Regions from separate parts of the Nomascus leucogenys genome. Here region 2 is linked to region 1. Evidence: chromatin contacts called from public Hi-C data. All regions are on one chromosome and are shown on one strand. The core of a region is the stretch at or near the end of the contact, and the rest is flanking DNA. Distances in the headings are between cores, read along the strand shown.

What was found. Hi-C and Micro-C count contacts between places; a contact is called where the count stands out from the background.
Region 2: a Hi-C map of a lymphoblastoid cell line shows a contact between it and region 1, with 3 times the contacts expected there. The contact joins two enhancer-like sites. A contact is called at or near these places in 2 of 4 Hi-C or Micro-C datasets (both in a lymphoblastoid cell line).

What each region holds. Positions count from the first base shown.
Region 1 is chr7b:7,642,382-7,648,056 of Asia_NLE_v1, reverse strand. ARFGAP3 (ADP-ribosylation factor GTPase-activating protein 3) reads right to left here. Exons shown (of 15, transcript XM_030815421.1): 10 at 5,055-5,183; 11 at 4,470-4,592. Among named protein-coding and RNA genes, the nearest start is that of ARFGAP3, 39 kb to the right of the region's middle. Within about 2 kb of position 3,621, the one cell type or tissue checked has an H3K27ac peak away from gene starts, as active enhancers do. A contact at or near this core is called in a lymphoblastoid cell line, where this site is marked.
Region 2 is chr7b:7,778,218-7,783,892 of Asia_NLE_v1, reverse strand. No RefSeq gene overlaps it. Among named protein-coding and RNA genes, the nearest start is that of ATP5MGL, 41 kb to the left of the region's middle. Within about 2 kb of position 2,257, the one cell type or tissue checked has an H3K27ac peak away from gene starts, as active enhancers do. A contact at or near this core is called in a lymphoblastoid cell line, where this site is marked.

The DNA of each region.
Region 1 (5,675 bases), core at 2,372-4,871:
AAAAAACAAAACAAAACAAAACAAAACAAAAAAGGGACAGAGGATAAACTGCTGTTGGAGCAGATGGTATGATATTACATCCTTAACAGACAGAAAGTAAAATTTCTAAATGTGGCTTCTGCCTTCTCTGGCAAGAAGGTCATTAAGAACAAATCTCATGACACTAGCATCTTCTCCTTAGGAAGGAAAACGCGGTGTTCAAAGTGTATCTGGATTTCAGCTAGAAACCGACCAGGCTCTCCCTATGGCGGATGAGTGGATCTGTACTGCACCCAGGCTCTGCCTGGAGGAAGAGAGACGACCGATCCCCTTTCAGAGAAGAGAGATCAGGACACTGAAGGAACCGGAAGTTACATCAGAGGAAGGTTCAAAAGATGTGGGATGTGTGCTGGCCTGGAAGGTGATATTCACATGTTTGAGGGGCTTATTTTAAGGCACCATGAAAGAACTAAGATCAATTCAGTGAGGAATTTTAAAACTACTTGATAAGCACCTACGAGGAGTCAGGCACTCTGCTAGGGGAAGACACAGGGCAAGAAGACACATTCAGCTCCTGCCCTCATGAGGCTTGTGAACTGGCTTATGGAAGGGAGGCTGACTTGAATGCAGAAGCCTCAGAAGCTGTGTTAATGAAAGGCAGAGTTTCTCACGGAGCCGCCCTGGGACCAAATGGCTGTCTTGAGGAGAAGGAAGGGTGCAGTAGAGGGTGGACTGCCCTGGAGTGGGAAGAGGGGGGTCAGCACTGGACTGGTGCAGGGTGAGGGTGGGTTGGAACTTCCAGGTTCTTCACGACTCTGTGATACTAAATTTTGTACATTTAGCAACACTCTAAGGAAATAACATTCTTCATTCTTATAAGCCAATGTACTTATCCTGAAATGTAGAGGAATCAGATTACTTTTAAGTGACTGAATTATTCAGAAGTCAAAGAAGAGAGACAGCGATCGGCTTGGGTCCCCCTGACCAGCATGAGCCTGAGGCAGCAGTCCGTGCATGGGCTGGGTGGTGCCTTCTCTGTCTTCCAGTCACCCACGAGAGGCTCTCTGTGCCCATGCTAAGCAGGAGCAACTCAGTAGGAGGACCGGCAACTCACTAAGAGACCGACAGACCACCAACCAGGCCTCCAGCTGACCTTTGGAAGGATGGGGTGAGTGGGACAACTAACGGCCACTAGTCCCTGCTCAGAAACACATAGACTTTCCTTCCTCATCTCCAAACCTTTATTGGCTTTTTAATGTTTTGATTGTATAGCTCTCAATGCTTTTTTACTTTTATTTTTCCCCTCCCACTCTGTCTTTAACCAATCTTAAAAACATTCCTTAAAATCCCTTGATAAGAGCACCCTAATATCACATTTGCTCTGATTTAGAGCTATAGACAGTTGTCTATTCTAATTAAGGCCATGCTAGCTTTATAAGGCTGAGCAAATTGTTCTAGTTTCATTATCTTGTACTCAATATATAATTATACTGTTTATATCCTAGAAATGATGGAACTCAATAATAAGAAAAAAAAAACAAGGACAGGTTTTATCTTATTTTTAACAGAAACAGAACTCTTTCATAATTCATAATGTTCAAGTTCTAATGGGCTAATGAATAATTTGAAAGCAATAAGAGCTCTTCATCGAACTAATATATTTGCTTTCAGAGTCCATGTTTATTTTACCTCAGTTACCAAAGTACCTAATAGTACCCTAGTTCTACTAATGGTGGTCACCCTACCAAGGAGGACTAGAGAAGGCATTTATGTTCCTATTAGACAATCTGCAGGTCATGAGAAACAATACACCAAGGTCTCTCTGGCAAGAGTCCAGGAGGCATGGTCTATATAAATATGCCATCTGCTCCCAGGTTTCAAACCGTAAGTAACAGTTTCATAGCAACAGTGGCTTCTGGGGCTAACTCTTTCGATTAAGCCTTTGAAGAAGGGGAGTCTGAAAGATCCCTGAAGCCCTTACAAGGCAGAAAGGCCCCACAGGGGCCTGTCAGTGACCTGGAGCCAGTGAGGGTCTCTGAAGTTCCCATTAGGCAACCTCACTTACAGCTCTCTTACCAACCCGGCTACCAAGCAATAGTACTGATTTAACTGAAACTTTCTCTTTTTCTTTGAGAGAGGGTCTTCTTGCTCTGTTGCCCAGGCTGGAGTGCAGTGGTGCAATCTAATCTCACTGCAACCTCTGCCTCCCAGGCTCAAGTGATCCTCCACCTCAGCCTCCCAAGTAGCTGGGACTACAGACATGTCCACCATGCTAGGCTAATATTTTTGAAATTTTTTGTAAAGATGAGGTCTCACTATATTTCCCAGTCTGGTCTTGAATTCCTGGGCTCGAATGATCCTCCTGCCTTGGCTTCCCAAAGTGCTGGGATTATAGGTGTGAGCTACCGTGCCCAGCCTAAACTTTCTTTACCTTCCTACACTATCATCTGCAGAAGTTGCTAATAAGCAGTGAAATAATCAAAGATGTTGTGAGAAGCCACACAGGCAAATACAGACCCGTACTGCCAAGAGTTTCCTCTGACCCAGACTTAGTCCATCATTTAATATTCATATCTGAAATGATCTGACACGCATGCAGTTTCCAAATCAAATTACACATTTCATTTTATTCTGTGTAAAATCTATTTACATACCTTTAAAAGGCATGATTTGGGTATCACTTCTGAGTAAAGTGAAACTTGATGCATTATAGAGGCTACAAAGGATAGGCAAATATAAAACCACCCAAGTCTCTGAAAATACCACCATGGAACACGACTAAACTACTACTTTTTTTTTTTTTGGTAAAATCCCTGGACTTGAAATAATTTAGAGCTACACTTAGAGACATTTTTAAGGGTAGTATTCTTTATACAACTCCTTGTCTATAAACATTGATAGGAAAATATACAATTTCACAATTAGATCCTAGGTAATATATCTGTTCTATATATGAAGTGCGTGTGTGTGTATATATACACACATATATATATATTTTATACATATGAAAATGCTTCGAACCTATAAATTGCCAGACAACTCTAATGCCCTCCAAGACATAAGTGATGCAGCCTTCCAGTAAGCACCGCCCATTACTGACAGGAACTCCTTCAGTTTTCATGAACTGCTAACCCAAAGGTGGTCCTCAATGTGGTTAGTTTAACTACCTAACAATAGTCATCAAACATTTAGGCTGGGTGTGGAGGCTCATGCCTATAATCTCAGCACTTTGGGAGGCTGAGGACAGCAGATCACTTGAAGTCAGGGGTTTGAGACCAGCCTGGCCAACATGGCGAAACTCCATCTCTACTAAAAATACAAAAAATTAGCCATGTATGGTGGCACACGCCTGTAGTCAAAGCTACTCAGGAGGCTGAGGCACAAGAATTGCTTGAACTTGGCAGGTGGAGGTTGCAGTGAGCCGAGATCAGGCTACTGTACTCCAGCCTGGGTGACAGTGAGACTTTATCTCATAAACAAACAAACAAAAAACATTTAGACTGAATCACATTGTCTCAAACTGAGTTTCTATATTATCATATAGCAGCTAAACATAGTAAGAGCCAAGCATCATTCTAAACGTGCTATAGTATTCACAGTATCTCATTTGATCCTCACACAACCCTATCGCGTAGGTACTACTAGGGTCCCTAATTTACAGATAAGGAAGCTATAGCACAAAGAAGTTAAATAACTTGGCCCAGGTGACACATAAGTGAAAGCCAGGATACAAATCCATGCCATCTGGCCCCTGGGCCCATATTCTTACCCCTCTGTTCCTGAGCTGTGCCCTCTCCAGTGAAATCACAGGTTCATTTGGTGCCTTTTTAGCAGACCTCTCCCTGGGCCGAGCAGGTCCTTACAAAGTGAAGTGACTCAAGTTTAAACTTGTTCTCTTTGCTCTGGCAGGCCACTTGACCGTGCACTGCTCTCCACAGTCAGCTTCACACTAGAGTTATGCATTTTGTCTCAATCAGATAGTGAGTGCTGAAGGAGAGAAACCTGGGCTTTACTCTGGGATCCCCTCAAAGTGCAATCATGTTCCTCATTAATAAATACACACACCCATAGAGTTTATTTAATGCACTATTGTACCAATTGGAGTTTTCTGAAGCTGGCATTCTGAAGCACAGAAATCTGCTGAAGCCCTGAGAAAGAGCTGTGAAATATTCCCACTGCTGGACTAAACACATACCTTCAGGATTTTGCAGTTTTCTCCAATGTCATAATTTAAATAAACGCATCTCTCCTACCTCTAATTTTAACTCACAGTTGTTTTATTGCCAAACATTTTAATATTAGCCCACATTGTCCTTTTACAAACGTTTCTCTAATTTTTACTCCAAAGAATAGCCTTGGCTCCAGCCAAAGCTTTTAAAAACAGTGAAGTAAATTGATTTGTAATTTCTCCTAATGAAAATAAACTAATAAATTCATACTAGTCACTGCTTTTCAAAATGACACTTTAACGATGATTTGTAATAGAGTACCTTGAGCTGGAAGTAAAATATGAATCGTCACTGTCATCATTATACTTTCTTCTTGGTTTTGCCATGATGGGTGATTCCTGCTCTATGGTCTGCATATCTGAAGTCACTGAATGTGAAATACCACTTGAGAAAACAGAAAAAAGTATATATCAGTAAGTTCACAAACTTTTGTTTCACCAAAATAAACAAAGCTTTAATTTATATTTTGAACAAAGACAAATGTATTAGAGGGGTTAAAAACATAAGCAATAAAACAATTTTTTTTTCTGGTGTGAGCTTTCAAAAATGTTAAAATTTTGTGCGGACTGTGTCTACACAAAATACAGTCACAAACATTGGTTATGTCCGTGGCTTCCTCTCTGGTAGGTGCTTCATGAAGAGCCAGACCTTTTTCCTTCTTTTAAAGAGCCAAATTTGAAATTTTTCATGTTATACTGAATACCAGAGCAAAGCAAAAATAATTAGAGAAGTTAATGAATAACAAAAAAAAACCTCTAAAGTTGAAACTAACACAGTCCAAGAAAAATCCACTGATGATTGGCACACTGTTTTAAATTCTAACTCCAAGAAAGCAGTCTCACGTACCTTCTGCAATTTCCAAATCCCATGCCGAGTCTGTCTGAGTCAACATTTTTTTTGCCACTAATGTTCATCTTTTCATCTTTCTTCATTTGAATTTCGAGATCCTTATAGGCTAATCGTAATGATGAAACACTGCCAGAAAAACCAAATACTCCTTAATTTAGCTTTAATCCTTTGTTCTTATATTAAAATAGCAAGCAAAATTAAACATGTAATTTATACTTTTAGCTTCATGATTCTTTCCATAATTAACAATTATGAAGGCAAGTTGGCGTTTTTTCTACCTGCCTTTTTTGAATAGACGTTTAAGAAAATTTGAATGAGCTTACAGCCACTTTCTCATTGCTGCTCAACCTATACCACTTGTCAAGTTTAGTTCACATTACCTATTATTGTATAATAACATAATGTATACCCAAATCACTTCTATATGGGATAGTGAAAAGCAGGATTTCTTACTTGGATTAATATTTTATTTTATTACACTTCCACATTACATAACAAAGCATGAGGTTAGTCTCACTAGTCTATCTTGATTTAAGATAAATAAATAAATATATAAATTTGACTTTACAAATAGATCAACTAAGGGGCTATTACTTAATTGTAAAAGGATCCTTCCAT
Region 2 (5,675 bases), core at 1,008-3,507, 140 kb before region 1:
TCAAGCGATTCTCCTGCCTCAGCTTCCCGAGTAGCTGAGATTACAGGCGCCCGCCACCATGCCCCGGCTAACTTTTGTATTTTTAGTAGAGACAGGGTTTCACCATGTTGGTCAGGCTGGTCTTGGTCTCCTGACCTCAGGTGATCTGCCTGCCTTGGCCTCCCAAAGTTCAGGGATTACAGGCATGAGCCACCGCACCCAGCCAATTACAAACTTTTAATAGTTTTCCCTCAGGGTATCATTTCTATTTCATGAGAAAGTTCTGGCTAATGAGAACCCAAAACCCAAAGGAAGTGTTGATTTCAGGCACAGTGCCAGGTGCCTCTAATCCAGCCAGGAGCCAGGGGGTGCTCTGGGAGCTGCCGGGTGAGGAAGGGCTGCTGGGGGTCTACGGGTTTAAATCCCTATTAGTGCCGGGCGCGGTGGCTCACACCTGTAATCCCAGCACTTTGGGAGGCCGAAGTGGGCAGATCACCTGAGGTCAGGAGTATGAGACCAGCCTGGCCAACATGGTGAAACCCCCGTCTCCACAAAAATACAAAAATTAGCTGGGCATGGTGGCACATGCTTGTAATCCCAGCTACTCAGGAGGCCGAGGCAGGAGAATCGCTTGAGCTCAGGAGGTGGAGGTTGCAGTGAGCCGAGATTGTGCCACTGCACTCCAGCCTGGCTGACAGAGCGAGACTCTGTCTCAAATCAATCAATCAATCAATCAATCAATCAATCAATCCCTGTCAGCCATGGAGCCAGGCCTAGGTGCTGGGCCCAGTGGCCCTCGGAGGATGGGTTTCCTGAGCACAAACTCTGGATTGAGCCGTTTCCCAGGGGGCTTCCTGCAGAGTCTGAGCAGGTGAGGACCATGGAGGCGAGGCCCAGGCCAATTCAGCTGGAGGAGTACATGCTGCTGCAGGACCTCAGCTATCTCAGGCCACCTGTCCTGGGCCTTTCCTGTCACTGAGGCCACCTGTGCCTTCTGTGAAACACTGCCCCGTTAGTTCAGAGTTCAAAGAGGCGGCTGTTACTGAGGCCAGAGGGGCCTGGGCCTGGGCTCTGACACTGATACTGACCTTGAGCTGGTGACTTAACTCCCTGAGCCTCAGTCTACTTGTCTATAAAGTGGGAATAATTCTACCTACTCTATTCCTGGCAACCTTTTTCAATGGCCCCGAGCCTCAATTGTTCTCATCTGTAAAATGGTCTTAACGATGGCCTTTCCTGTGTATCTTACAATTTTGTAAATAAATCCATCCATCAGTTATCAAATAATAGTAATAAAGAAATGAGAGGCTGGGCGCGGTGGCTCACGCCTGTAATCCCAGCACTTTGGGAGGCTGAGGCAGGTGGATCCCTTGAGCCCAGGAACTTGAGACCAGCCTGGGTAACGTGGTGAAACCTCATCTCTCCAAAAAAAAATACAAAAACTAACCGGGCACGGTGGTGTATGCCTGTAGTCCTAGCTATGTGGGAAGCTGAGGTGGGAGAATGGCTTGAGCCTGGGAGGCGGAGGTTGCAGTGAGCCAAGATCACACCGCTGCACTCCAGTCTGGGTGACAGAGCCAGACCCTGTCTCAAAAAAAAAAAAAAAAAAAAAGAAAAAGAAAAAAGAAATGAGACTGCTTGCTATATGCCTGGCACTATGGACATGCCTTAACTCATCCATTTCTCCTGGTCACCCTGGGAGGAGAAAGTCTATATTACTGCCATCCCACAGAAGAGAAAACAGACCAGTAATTCACACACTCCGCATCACACAGCTGAACGTGCTGCAGATGCAGGCAGTCTAGCCTCACTGGCTGCCTCCCTGTACCCAGGCTGCCTCCCTGTGCCCAGGCTACCTCCCTGTGTACAGTCCACTGTTCCAGGGTCTGGAGCATGGTGGCCCTCAATAAATAACGGTTGAATGAATGACACCGCAAAAGTGCCTGTAGAGTGGAGGTCCAGCACAGCTGCTCCAACGTACCCAGGTCAGACTGGAGTGGTTTGAGGGCATCCACACACCATCCTGCTTGCTGAAGCAGGTGAGTACCACAGGTTTTGCATTGTAACATGCAAATGATGGCATGTATTTTTATCCTCATCTGAGATCTGGGACTTTTATGGGTTTCCTGGTATTCAGAGGGCAAGGGCTTTGGGAGAAAGCTTGAAACCCCCTGATGTAGCTGACAGAGCATGAGTTTATCCTCAGAGAGACCACAGTTCAAATCTTGGCTGGGTGACTACTTTCCTGAGCCTCACCTGCTTCGTCGTAGCAGCCCGAATTGGCCTGACCATTTCCTGCAAGTTCCTTGACACCTGGAGGAAGATCACAGTACCCAGCCCTGGGCATCACTGACTTGGCATCACAGATCACCTCTTCTAGGGAGCAATCTGTGGCTGATGGAGGGAGGTGGGGGATACCAGAAGAAAAAATTTAACTGCCTGGAAAGTACCTTCCTGGTGGCTTTCAGTCATCTCAGCTCCCCAGATGCCCTACTTTTTGCTGGAGTCACATGCTCTGCCCTTGCTCTCTTCGAGGTAACAGATTCTTGTCCGTTTGCAGGCAGGAACTTGAGAATAGAGGAAGAACAGGCCTCAGACTGTATTTGTTCAGATGTCAATGTGGATAAGCACCATGCCAGGTTCTGTCCTAGGCGCAAAGACTGCCAAGATATTTTTAAAAATCTTTTACTGCGAGGCTTATTATAAAAGAAACTAACCTCATTGTTTAAAAAATGAAATTAGGGCCAGGCGCGGTGGCTCATGCCTGTAATCCCAGCACTTTGGGAGACTGAGGCAGGTGGATCACTTGAGGTCAGGAGTTCGAGACTGGTCTAGCCAACATGGTGAAACCCCATCTCTACTAAAAATACAAAAATTAGTCAGGCATGGTGGTGGGTGCCTGTAATCTCAGCTCCTCGAGAGGCTCAAACAGGAGAATTGCTTGAACCCGGGAGGCGGAGGATGCAGTGAGCCGAGATCGCGCCACTGCACTCTAGCCTGGGCAACAGAGCGAGACTCCGTCTCAAAAAAAAAAAAAAAAAAAAAGGAACAAACAAAAACTGAAATTAGGTGGGGTGCAGTGGCTCACGCCCGTAATCCTAGCACTTTGGGAGGCTGAGGCGGGAGGATCGCTTGAACCCGGAGCTGGATTCCATCCTGGGCAACAGGGTGAAACCCCATCTCTACTAAAAATACAAAAATTGGCCGGGCATGGTAGTTTGCACCCAGCTACTCAGGAGGCTAAGGTGGGAGGATGACTTGAGCCGGGGAGGCAGATGTTGCACTAAACCAAGATTGTGCCACTGCACTCCAGCCTGGGTGGCAGAGCTGGAACCTATCTCAGAAAAAAAAAAAAAGAAACGAAGAAGGAAAGAAGGAAAGAAAAAAAAGAAAGAAAGAAAAAAGAAAGAAAAAAAAAAGAAAAAAAAAAAGAAAGGAGGCGGGGCACGTGTAAAGACGGAGGGAGGGGGACAGATCAGGAATTGAGAACGTGAAACCTCAAAAAAAAAAAAAGAGGGGCGGGGCCGTACCAGTAGGAGAGGAGAGGAGAAGGGAACCGGAGGGACGCAGAGGAAGCGCACGCACTCAGCTGGCAAAGAGAGACCCGTTCAAAAAAAAAAAAAAAAGAAAGAAAAGAAAGAGAGAGAGAGAAGAAAGAAAGAAAGAAAGAAAGAAAGAAAGAAAGAAAGAAAGAAAGAAAGAAAAATAAATTACATGATAATTTATATGTTTGAAACCAGCAAATCCTGGCTCCTTTATAAGCCCTCTTAATTCTACCTGAGACCTGAATCCTTCCCTTTTCACTCGTTATAATCTTGAATTTTATCATAAGTAGCTAAAAGAAAATAGTTGGTTGGCCGGGCATGGTGGCTTATGCCTGTAATCCCAGCACTTTGGGAGGCTGAGGTCAGAAGTTCAAGACCAGCCAGGCCAACATGGTGAAACCCCCGTCTCTACTAAAGATACAAAAATTAGCCAGTGGTGGCAGGTGCCTGTAATCCCAGCTACTCAGGAGGCTGAGGCAGGAGAATCGCTTGAACCCGGGAGGCAGAAGTTGCAATGAGCCGAGATCGCGCCATCGCACTCTAGCCTGGGGGACAAGAGTGAGACTTCGTCTCAAAAAAAAAAAAAAAAAAAAAGAAAGAAAATAGCTGGCATTTTCAACATTTCAACATAACATACTCTAGCCAAGTGCCAAGCAATCCTCCTTATGAAGTGGACCGGGTACAACTGTACCCTGCTTCCCCCTGAGTAGCTGGTTTCAGTTCCCTGCCAGCCCATGGAATTATACAAACAAGCCAATCACATACACCACGAAACCAGGGGGCACCTCACCCCTTTTTTTTTTGAGATGAGTCTCGCTGTGTCACCCAGGCTGGAGTGCAGTGGCACGATCTCGGCTCACTGCAACCTTCATTTCCAGGTTTCAAGTGATTCTCCTGCCTCAGCCTCTCAAGTAACTGGGATTACAGGCACTCACCACCATGCCCGGATAATTTTTATATTTTAGTAGAAATGAGGTTTCTTTTTTTTCTTTTTTTTCCTTTTTTTTTTTCTTTTTTGAGACAGAGTCTCGCCCTGTCGCCCAGGCTGGAGTGCAGTGGCGCCATCTCGGCTCACTGCAAGCTCCACCCACTGAGTTCACACCATTCTCCTGCCTCAGCCTCCTGAGTAGCTGGGCCACCACGCTCGGCTAATTTTTTGTATATTTAGTAGAGACGGGGTTTCACCGTGTTAGCCAGGATGGTCTCGATCTCCTGATCTCGTGATCCTCTCACCTCCGCCTCCCAAAGAGCGGGGATTACAGGCGTGAGCCACCGAGCCCGGCCCTTTAGGCCATTATTACTGGAGGGTGTTTGCCACCCTGTGTGGGTCTCCTGGGTATTCTGTATGGTACTGTGTGGTAACTTACAGATTGTCTTTTTTTTTTTTTTTTTTTTGAGACAGTCTCGCTCTCTCCCCCAGGCTAGAGTGCAATGGCATGATCTTGGCTCACTGCAACCTCCACCTCCTGGGTTCAAGCAATTCTCCTGTCTCAGCCTCCCAAGTAGCTGGGACTACAGGAGCGTGCCACCACGCCCAGCTAAATTTTTTTGGTAGAGATGGGGTTTCACCGTGTTAGCCAGGATGGTCTGGATCTCCTCACCTCATGATCTGCCTGCTTTGGCCTCCCAAAGTGCTGGGATTACAGGCGTGAGCCACCGTGCCCGGCCCAGATTGTCTTAAGGTGGGAGATGTGTGCTTCTCTAGGGATGTGCCAGATGGACCAGTAGATCTCTATGGTCTATGGTCCCTCACAGTTTTTTTGTTTGTTTGTTTTTTGTTTCTGTTTGTTGTTGTTGTTGTTGTTTTAGATGGAGTCTCGCTCCATCTCCCAGGCTAGAGTGCAATGGCGCCATCTTGGCTCACTGCACCCTCCACCTCCTGGGTTCAAGCAATTCTCCTGTCTTAGCCTCCCGAGTAGCTGGGATTACAGGCACCTGCCACCATGCCTGGCTAATTTTTGTATTTGTAGGAGAGACAGGGTTTCACCATGTTGGCCAGGCTGGTCTCAAACTCCTGACCTCAAGTGATCCACCCACCTTGGCCTCCCAAAGTGCTGGGATTACAGGTGTGAGCCACCGAGCCCAGCCCCTCCCAGTCTTGAAATTCTGTGGTTATAGGATGGGACAGGTTTCGGTTAGGCTGAGGACCCC